2 separate regions of the Mus musculus genome follow, and region 2 is linked to region 1. Evidence: chromatin contacts called from public Hi-C data. All regions are on one chromosome and are shown on one strand. The core of a region is the stretch at or near the end of the contact, and the rest is flanking DNA. Distances in the headings are between cores, read along the strand shown.

Evidence for each region. A called contact is a pair of places that touch in the nucleus more often than the background predicts.
Region 2: a contact with region 1 is called in a Hi-C map of cerebellar granule neurons, with 2.9 times the contacts expected there. The contact joins the enhancer-like site here to the promoter of Slitrk2 in region 1. A contact is called at or near these places in 2 of 39 promoter capture datasets (hippocampal neurons and second pharyngeal arch cranial neural crest), 2 of 484 Hi-C or Micro-C datasets (cerebellar granule neurons and cerebellum) and 1 of 115 datasets of contacts at active chromatin or transcription factors (astrocytes).

What each region holds. Positions count from the first base shown.
Region 1 is chrX:66,646,957-66,652,310 of GRCm38.p6, reverse strand. Slitrk2 (SLIT and NTRK-like family, member 2) reads right to left here and starts at 2,993. Exons shown (of 3, transcript NM_001161431.1): 1 at 2,811-2,993.
Region 2 is chrX:68,492,219-68,497,572 of GRCm38.p6, reverse strand. No RefSeq gene overlaps it. Among named protein-coding and RNA genes, the nearest start is that of Fmr1os, 180 kb to the left of the region's middle. Within about 2 kb of position 2,217, at least 75 of the 459 cell types and tissues checked have an H3K27ac peak or open chromatin away from gene starts, as enhancers often do. A contact at or near this core is called in astrocytes and cerebellar granule neurons, where this site is marked.

The DNA of each region.
Region 1 (5,354 bases), core at 1,744-4,243:
CTGGTAGACTGAGCCAAACAAAAATAAAATGCTTCTCCCCCTGAGATTTATACTTAGCCAGATAATGAGTCTTAAACGTGTGCTTTTTTGCCTGGAGGAAAGTGAAGTGGAGTGGGTGTCAGAAAAGCATTGCCAGGCTGAGGCTCTGCTAGGAGTGGGAGCCAAGGCAAGAGTTGTTGAGCCCTCTAGGCTGCAAGGGCTGGGATCCTCTCCCCACCCCCCAACCCTCCCCCCCCCCAAAAAAAAAAAAAAACAGGGAAGAATGCAGGGCAGGAGAAATGACTCCTCCTAAAGAAAAGGGTACTAGGAATCTTGAGCTGAGACACAGAATACCAGGGTTCTTGATCTAACTCTGCAGCCATGCCTGTCACTACTTTTAGGAGCTTACTGTTTCCATTTGCTAATGCCAAAGGAGTGCTGATCCTCTGGGCCCTGATGTTGCATTTGGTTTCACATAACCTTTCTAGAGCATCACTAATTGGCTAGGTGTTGGATTTTTGCCTGCATTATCTCTTTTCTACTTAATATATTATTACTCCTTGGGTCCAGGAGTCTCAAGAGGGGAGCCCATTTGCATGTGTGAATAATGTCTACTGTTGCTTGGAGGAGCTACAGGCCACCTCTGATAGAAAGAGAGAAGTGAGGAAAACCGAGGGAAAGACACAGTGAAGAAAGGGACTGATTAAATGTGCCTGCTGCACAAACAATTCACCTTCCTCTCCTCTTTAGATCTGCTACAGAATTTATGCAGGATTTCATTGCCTAGCCAAAATGGAAGGTAGGCAATGCCCCAGGCAAAATAAGCCATTCATGAATGGGAAACCACCCGTTTTATCCTGTTTCTCTCCCTGTTAAAGCAGAAATCTTTGACCTGTGTAGCTTATACAAATTCCTTCCTCTCTAATAAAGATTGGGGCAGTCTATAAAGTTTGGCACTAAGGCCACCTGTGGCATTGTGATCTTCCTTCCTGCTCCTTTCAAGAAAAGCCTTTGACCATACTTCTGGATTCCCTCTCATGCTGCCATTTCAGACTGGAGCCTTAATTGTCCTTCTCTGGGCCATAGAGTGACCGACCATGAGACAAGCACAGAAGCCCTGGGAGTTGGGAGGGCAGTGGTGGATAGCCTCCCATTCGACTGCACGTGCATCATTATGTGCAGGCTGAGTAATATGTCCTGAGCAAAAGTTCACTTCTTTCATAAGGAAAGGGCACTTTCTATGTATTTCTAAATATTAAAAGTACATTGTTCCTAGGGAGATATGATTTATTCACTCGGGCTTTAGTTTAACAAACACTTGCTAATTAGGTTATCTTACTGAAGTAAAATCCACTGTGACAGCTGTACAAAACCCAACAGACCGGAATTATTTTACAGATCAGGACATTCCTCAGCCAGGTGACTTGCTGACTTGGTTAACTTCAAGAAGCTAAAATTAGAAACAACACAGTACTGCTTAATATGAATTAGAGGATTGTATACCTAAACTCAGTGGGGCATTTCACACAATTGTAAAGTTTTTACTGCTAAAATAAATATAATTACTATTAGTTCTCAAATACAGTAAAATATTCAAGGCATAGATAATTCTGTGCACACTCTCTGGAGACCAGAATTGGTTTGCTAGAAAGGAAAGAGAAAGATAGAAGAGGGGGAGAAGGAGAAGAGAGGAGAGAGGAAGAGGAAAGAAGAGAAAATAAGAGATGAAAGGAGAGGAGACAGGAAGGAAGGTGAGGGGAAGAAAAGGAAGAGGAGAGGAGAGATAGGGAATTTGGAGGTCTTGAAATTGTTACCACTTACACAATGAAGCAAACCTGGTGGTAATGATGAGCCCTACCAAGGTCCCTGAGTTCCAGTTTTTCATTCCATGATTTCCTTTCTGCAAGAGTCAATTTGCTCAGCCACTCTATTTTCTGCCTGCTTTTGAGCATCCACAGACCCTTTTCAGAAACATGACTGTTATTTGGAAGCAAATAAGCCTCACATTCGACAAACACTTTTAAGTAAGTTTCATTTGGTCCAGGGTATCTCTAAGAACGGCTGAAAAGAGTGAGCTTTTAAGAAGCTGGAAAGGTTCAGGGTGAACTGGGAACTCAAGAGTAGCAGGGGCAGATGCTTAAATAAGCAAAATGTTTGTTCTTCTTAAGAAGAGGGAAGTTGACATGCATATTCTATTGCCCAGGCCTTCTTTGTCACTAACCAGCCAGTTTGCCCAAGCTTTTTCCACAAGTCATGAAGGGGGCCAGGCTGCAACTCAGAGCCCAACTTCATTCCTGCAGTTCTTAGGCCATAGCCAGGTCAGAAGTCTAGCAGGCCCGCTTCAGCCTGCTGGGTGCTCCAGGCTAATCTCTCTTCTAGGGAGACACAGGCTCTAAGGGAGTTCCCTCTTTGAATGGGTCAGGACTAACCGCCAACCCTAGAGTAGCCCCACCTTTCCTACACCTTAAAGGCTAACATCTTGATGCTAGAGGATGACCTCTCAATCCCAAAAGCCACTCTGCCCTTGCCGTTGGGCTTGGACACTGCCAGTGAATGGTTCATTTCACTAGCAGAAGATCTTGCATGGGTCATTCCTGGCAGTAGCAGTGGTCTCCTAGCTTTGGGATTCCTGGATCCCTATCACAGCCTTGGAAGGTCAGGGGCAAAAAGGAGAGAGCCCCGAGGGTACCGAGGGGAGAGGGCGATTCACAAGGGCTGACTGATCACGGTGGGTATAGTCTAGCCTCTCCCTGCTCATACCCACTTTGAGGCCAAAGAAACCCGGCTCGTGGGTCTCATTGCCACGGCATTCCCGAGTATTCCGAACTTACCCAGAGAGAGCGCTCCGCCTCGATCTTCCCCTGGAGGCTCCCGCAGCATCCGCGTCTCTGAGAGGCTCAGAAGCCAGCACCTCCTAGGTACCAGTCGGGCGGGCCGTGCAGTGAGTGGCACAGCAGCGAGGAGCGCAGGCGGTATCCCCCCACCCACCCACCCCAGGGTAGGAAGATCCTTACTGGAGCAGCTCGCTACCCAGCAGCGCTTCTGGCAAGGAGGGAGGGAAAGAGAGAGGAGAGAAGAGGGAGGGAGGGAAGGATGGCTGCCCCTCTCTAGCACTTATCAATCACCCTGCAGATCAAATGTCCCTGCTGTGCACTCGGGAGGGGGATTTACCAGCCCACAAAGGAGCCGCTGCTCCAGTTCTCTGTCTGACAAGCGTTGCAGAGCACTGCTCTCGCCTGTCAGCCCCTCTTTACTGGAACTCTGCCCAGCTCTTGCAGCTTCTACCATGTGCTGCCCCTCAGACCAGGTCAAGTGAAATAAGGATGACGCTTGCTTGATATCATATCTGAGGGGGACCCTAAGACCCCTGGGTGGAAGTTATGGACAAGTGAAAAAGCAGTCAGTAATCTGAGCTGGACACCTTCCTGAAATGCCGCTGCCTCCCTTAGCTAGTAAGCACCCAATCACTGGCGTTCGCTTGCATATGTTTAAGGATCTCCTCCCAGGGTAGTAAAGAAGGTATTTTCATATTGTACAGTGCTCAGGAAGACTCGTGCAAGCAAACATTTGAAGAAAAGCAAGACTTAGCACTGTTCCAGACCCCGCCTTAATAGTGATTATTTTAATACTTCAAAGAGGTTTCTGGAGGCCTTTTTCTTGCCCTCTCCTTTGCTTCCCCCCTCCCCCCACCAATTTCTTTTTCCTCTTTATTAGTAGTCTAGACTGATTCTATTAAAGGAAGACACGCATTTAAACAGTCAGTGTAGTTCAAGAAGGTGGTTAGGATTTTGCAATTTCCCCTGAAGAACTACCTCCTTTGCAGCTGCTTCCTAACTGCCCGAAAAGATTCTGGATAAAGTTGCAATTGGTTCAGTTAAACAAAGAATGGGAGTTAATTTTCTGGTGCCAAGACAGCGGCCACCTCATCCTAGAGGATATGGTCCCTCATTGAAATCTCCATAGCCTCCTGACCTTTTCATTACCCTCCCGGAGTCTGTGGAATCCCTCTTGCACAGAAAGCCTGAGGGTTGGTAGGAAACAGCAGGAAAAAAAAAGAAAGAAAGAAAGAAAGAAAGAAAGAAAGAAAGAAAGAAAGAAAGAAAGAAAGAAAGAAAGAAAGAAAGAAAGAAAGGAAGGAAAGGAAAAGAAAAGAACAGTTGAAAATGATGCCAGGAAAAAGGTACAAAATTAGAGCAAAAATGAGCTAGGAAGCTAATGGATGCACGTTAGGATTCTCTGCAGTCAAGGTTATTGCACATTTAAAGCAGGTTCACACAGCACTAATGACTATCACCTCTGTCCTCTCAATAGAATCTTCTGTGCATCTTCCTTTGCTCTTTCCCTTTGGCCTTCTTTTTATAATGGTTGCTGAAAGGGACTATATGGGCCTTAAAAAAAGAATCTTACTGATAATTTTATACTGTGAACTGGTGAAGTTTACTTTAGTAATAACTCAAATAACTGCCTACATTTATCTCTTGGATCTAAAGATCATTACTGTCCCTCTTACTTCAATATTGATAAAGGTTATTCTGAAATTTCTGCCATTCAGATAAGTAATTTCAGAATAACATATTTTTGAACATAGCTTATGGACAGGCTGTTTTCAGCTACATAGAAACATTCCTCTTTTAAACAACATGCTTGTTTATGAAAAACATTCAAGGTGGTGCTTGCTAAAGATTATACTGGCAGTAGGAGCACATTACATTATTGTTGAGAGAAGTTCATTTGTTACATCTCTCTTTTCCTCATTTCTGTGTCATCTTTTTTTATAGTTATTTAATGGGTGCTGTAAACAACTACAAAACGCTAAGCTAACAGACCATTCAGATGTAAAAATAATGAGACAGTACACTGGAGAAAAGAGAGAGTGTTCTGAGAAAAGTGGTGTGTTTCTAGCAAAAGGGAACACACACACACACACACACACACACACTAGTCCTCAAATTTAGCAAAGTATATAATACTAGCAATAAAAAGAATCTGATATTTATTTGGATCTACAAGTAGGCCTAGGTAATGGGTGAAATGCATTTATTTTAATTAGCCTTGCAAGCAAGTCTCACATGCTTGCCAGTCTTCAGAAAGCATCTAGCAACCTGCCTTTCCACAGGGGATGGCAGTTATAATAATGTAAAAATAAAAGAAGATACTATACTTTTCATCAGCAGAAAAATTTTTAGTAGGTGGGTAACATTTTGAAATGTGCTCTGAATGTGAACATACACACTAAATGATAAACAATACCAAGTTTTGTGAGAGCTGTTGTGGAGATAATTGTAGTAGAAGAGAGGTTGAAGCACATGAAAAAAATTAATTGGGCCAATTTATTTGAAAGTTACTTTATACTGACTTTTTACAAAAAGTTTCAG
Region 2 (5,354 bases), core at 968-3,467, 1.8 Mb before region 1:
AGAGCAGGAGAACAGTGGAATAAGACAAGGAGAGATAAACATGCAACTGAGATGGTCACTGAGGGGAAGTCATCTTTACCCACACAATTTTCAAATGTTTTCCCAGACTGACTTCTGAGGACAGTTTTCTGTAATCTGAGAGTGGAAAATTGTACTTCCTTATTCCCATGTATATACACTTAGTTATTTTAAAATGTTCTGATTTCTCTATTATGATATAGATATTAACAGACTAAGAAGAATGTTTTCTCTAAATTCCAATCATCCCTTATGCCCCACCCTCTTCCCAAAACATATTTTCTAACTGTAACCCCTTTAATTCATCTTTTGGGCATCCATTGAGTTTGATAATTAAGAGTTGATCTCTTTCAGACCGCTGTTCTGTGAGAAAAATCATTGCCAAAGACTTTCTCTTGCAGGATTTCATAGATAATGTGCTAGTATCTTACAAAGAAAAGTGGAATAGCATTGATAAAAAGAACAGGAGCTGTGAATTTGCATCAAAGCTATGCCACCTGGGAAATTTATTTCCCTTTTCAGAAACTTGAGCTTCTCATACGTGAAGTAAGGAAGCAAACCTGTGACACCTAACGTTAACCTCTTGAGTTTCGCTATGAGTAACAATTCCATACTTTCCTAGAATGGTAGAAAGATTATATTTTATATTATGCAACATCCTTAACAAGGATTGAGATGATGTAGGCTAGTCAAACACGTTAACATTTCACTACCAAAATATATGGACTTCAACATCAAATTGGATAAAGGCTATAAAAAGCTTACTTCCAGATCAGGTCAGATTTTTGTCTTTCAGTAGAAAGGGCATTCATTAGGTTTGCCCTCTTGATATCACCTGCCATGTGAAGAGAAGCAGAAGGATGAGTCCAGGTAGACAGTAAAGGGGGCTGTGTTTGTGAGATGAGAATGCACTTGGCATATGTGGAAGAAAAAAAAAGCAGACAGGGAGGGCAGCTGAAGGACATTGTAGGGTACACAGTCGTCTAAGGGAATTATGGTCAGATCACAGATCCTGCTGGACTATGTTGGGAAATAGCTTTTCATGATAAACACAGAAAAAATATTTTTGCTGTCTTCAGGTAGAAGAGTAACAAGTCGAACTAACTGTGAATGTGTTTGCTGGCTGATATGCAAAGAATGCTGATGAAAATAGAGAGGCCCAGGGAGTGAGCAGAAAACCAGGAGCTAGAGCTGAGGCAGTCTCAAGAAAAAAAGTAAATATTTTCCCACATTTTTAAAATTAGGTATTTTCTTCATTTATATTTCAAATGCTATCCCAAAGGTCCCCTATACCCTCTCCCCACCCTGCTCCTCAAACCATTCGCTCCCACTTCTTGGCCCTGGCGTTCCCCTGTACTGGGGCATATAAAGTTTGCAATACCAAGGGGCCAAAAAGTAAATTTTGAGGAGGGTGTCATCAACTGTGCTAAAAACTGATGAAGAGCTGAAGAAAATGAAAATCAGGAAATGCAACTGCACTTGGCCATGCTTACCTCAGTCTCAGTGGAGAAATGAGGGCCAAAAGCCTCTTGGAAGGAGTTGCAGAAAGGAAGTTACACAGCAGGAAAGAACAGCAAGAGTGCTGGGACCATGGCTGGAGATGTGGGTCAAGCAGACAGGCAGTGCTGTGATCTCAAGTACAGGGCCAGGTCATGGGTGAGAGCCAGTTAGAAAGACAGTCAGAGGGGACAGAGGATGGAAGAATATCAGGGCCTGATATAAAATAACGTGGCCAATCGCAGGTGATCGACTCCAGACCCAGTCGATGCTGCTACGACTGCCAATAATAATTCATGGCAGCTCAAAAGTCTGCTTCAGGCTTTCTCTTGTAAATGTAACTAGGATTGTGCTAATTAAAAACATTTGGGAAAATATCATTGTCTGAATACAAATGCTTCCCAGCTCATCAATCCCATGAGGTCACCTCTTCCCTTGGCCAGTTTTTATCTGAGGTAATTTATCTGTTACTTAAAAATCCCCAAACTTACCTTAAACCTGTCTGTTTTGTTGCCTTGCTCATGTTGTCAATGCTCATCCTTATGAAATTAAAATAACCTGACACTTCTCAAAGTTTGTCAGCAGACTCCAGGTTTCTTTCTCTGGGAGAGGTTATGAATTGAAGGCATTCAGCTCTCCTTGTGCATGATGTAAAACAGGGCAACTGCACTTCTTAGTCAACTGTTTGGCTAGCAGGGTGAGTCATAGTCATTGGCCAAGTATTTCCCCATGCAAAACTGTGGGGAGTTTGCCAGGGAGGCAGCGTGCCGGCTATACCCTTCCAAGGATTTTTGTTTATTTGGAGAGATGACTATCATTTCCACCATGTGCCAGGTATTCAGCTGAGCATGCTCTCCACATGACACTACTCAGCCTTATCTGTGAAGTACATTCTCTTAGCATTTCCCGTCACAGATAAGGAGACAGGATTGTGGAGCTAAAATAACTTGCCTCCAAACACAATATTAGGAAGTATTAGAGTCCAAATTCTGGCGTAGTTGACAGTGAAAGAAATGTGCTGTGTCTGTACTACCCAGCAAGTCATTAACCACATGCAACTGTTGAATAGGATAAATGTTGCTGTGTAAGTGAGGAACCGTGTCTTGAATTTTAATTAAATTGTTAGGAATGCATCCCTGGAGTGTTGAATGTAATCTATAGTCCTTAGACTACATGGTAACCAAAGGAAATTATGACAAAAAGAAACACCTGAAGCTGAGAAATCATTTAGTGACTGTGACAGAGGCTCTCAACTGTCCTAATACTGTGATACTTTAATACAATTCCTCATGTTGTCATGACCCCTGACCATAAAATTATTTCATTGATACTCCATAATTGTAATTTTGCTACTGTTATGAATCATAATGTAAATATCTGATATGTGATCCCTGTGAAAGCTTTCCTTGTCCTCCAGGGGGTTGTGACCCACAATTTGAGAACAGCTAGACTATGGTGGTTAGCTTAGCAGTTGTTCTCCACCATCAACCAGGATATCAAAGCCATAGAAAGTTGTGTACTGCCTAAACACTTTGTCTGTGCCTCTCTGCCCTTCTCTGTTTAAAGATATTTGTCTTGTAATCTATGAATGAGATGCTAAGAAATTCAGGGTCCCCTTCTCAGTAAAGCAGTGAAACTGTTGTTATTTTGTTGTTTGTTGTTAAGACAGGGCCTCTCTGTGTAAGCCCAAGTTTACCTGAAATGTGCAATCGTTCTGTGGCAGATCCCCGAGTGTTGAATTACAGGCATATGTCATCATGCCTAACAATAAATCATTGTCTATATTGATCTCTCTTCTTGGTTTGTCTTTAGGGAATGAGAAGTATTTCCCTAAGGTCTTTATAATGCTGTTTTTCTATTCAGGTCCTTGGACTGGCAACTTCCCCATGTATGTAGTACTCTGGTGTCTGGAGCATTCTCTCCAGGCTCTCCAAGTGCTGAATAACAAAGCCTACATGTTAGATATTGTGCTTGCATCTTTTTACCACAGAGCACCAGAATTTTAAATGATGTGATTCTTAACTTATTGCCTGATCCTTTCGGTGATTTAGGAGAAGCTGTGAAGGGTTAGCAGCCCCCTTGCTCTAATCCCCTTACTCCAATTCACTTTGTTTTATGCTCTGCTATCACATTCTCACTCAGAAACCACATATTCATATTCTGCTTGGTAGCTTGCACCCAGATTCCTCCTGCCTGAATATGAGGCCAACATTTTTCTACTAGAGTTCCTTGGGGCAACATATATATATATATATATACATATATTTGTCAGCTAAAATATCTTTATCATTTTAGGTTTTCATAGGTGTAAAAATAGTCTTGAATTTTGCACTTCAGTCAGCTGAAATAGTTTTCTTTCTTTTTTATTTATTCTTCTCTCAAACATTACATTTCAAGCACAGTTTCCCCCTTCTTCATTCCTCCCTGTCCTCTTCTCCTCTCTTCCCCAGATCCACTCCTCCTCTGTTTCTCTTGAGAAAAAAGTGGGCCTCCCAGGGATCTCAACTGAGCATGGCATAAGAAGTTACAGTAAGCCTAGGCACAAACCATTATATTAAGGCTGGACAAGGCAACTCACTAGGAAGAAAAGTGTCCCAACAATAGGCAAAAGAGTCAGAGACAGCACACACTCCCACAGTTAGGGACTAGGGATGGTTCAGTTGGTAAAATATTTACCTTGAGTATTTTTCAACAGCAAATGACTCTCAGTGTCTTTTTCCTTTAACTTAGTGGCTGAATGCCCTATGTAGACATTCAAAACTTGATGTCTATATGAATAATGGAGAACTAAGTACAGACACTAAATGCTAAAACATAAGCCTTTACATCCAAACTTAGTAGTATCTTAACACCTGCTCATTTTTGAAGAACGAGAAAAACCAAGGAAGCTCATCTCCCTATCATTTGATTTTACATTCTCTCCACTCCTGAAATGTTCCTTGTGTCATACAGGGATGGAGCACATGTCATACTTAGGGTTGAGCACTTATACATTACTTACTCCATTCATTACTAGACTTATTTTATGTTGATTTCAAAATGAGAATTTTGAGATAGGTCTAGTGCAGATGAGCAATCAATTCTAGGTATTCCAACAGCATCAACTCCAAACCCTAAACAATAGAATCTTTTCTGCACTGGGAAGCAGTAACATTTTAAAATTAATATTTTGACCATTTCATATATGTATACAATGAATTATGATTACTATTTATCTCCACACTCCCCATCTCTCTGCTATCCTCTTGTCCTTATTATGTTTTTCTTTCCTAAATTTATAACTTTTGGGTTGTTTTTGTGTCCCATTTAGCTTAACAGGCTCTTCTTGGTGACAATTGGATTATGACTGTATATTGGAGCTTGGTGGGGCAATCAGTGGGTACTTGGCTGAAGACAACAACTCAGTCTTTCCTCGAATCCATCTGTACCAAATAGTTCAGCAGCAAGGCATAGATAGGGTCCCTTTGTCTTTTTCTCCGTGTATGTATGCTTCACTGTTGACATGCTCATTCTTGTTCCAGTGCAGGTGTCTTCACCTGCTGTGAGTTTAAGATGTCAGTTGTGCCCTATCCAGAACATGATAAGCCCTTCTCCTTATTATCCAATTTTTATATTTTTCCTTCTTCAGAAATGTTCTTGTGCCATACAAGGACGACACATATGTCCTATTTAAGGCTGAGCCCTTATCCATTACTTATTATTATTTGTTGTAAGCTGGCCCAAGGCCAAAGGCCCATCCTCCCACCCAGTCCATTGTTGGTGTCTGGAGCCAGCCTGTAGGTGATGTGCAGGATAGGGTGTGCCTCTGGAGTATCTCAGGAGCCTCTCAGCAGGTAGCA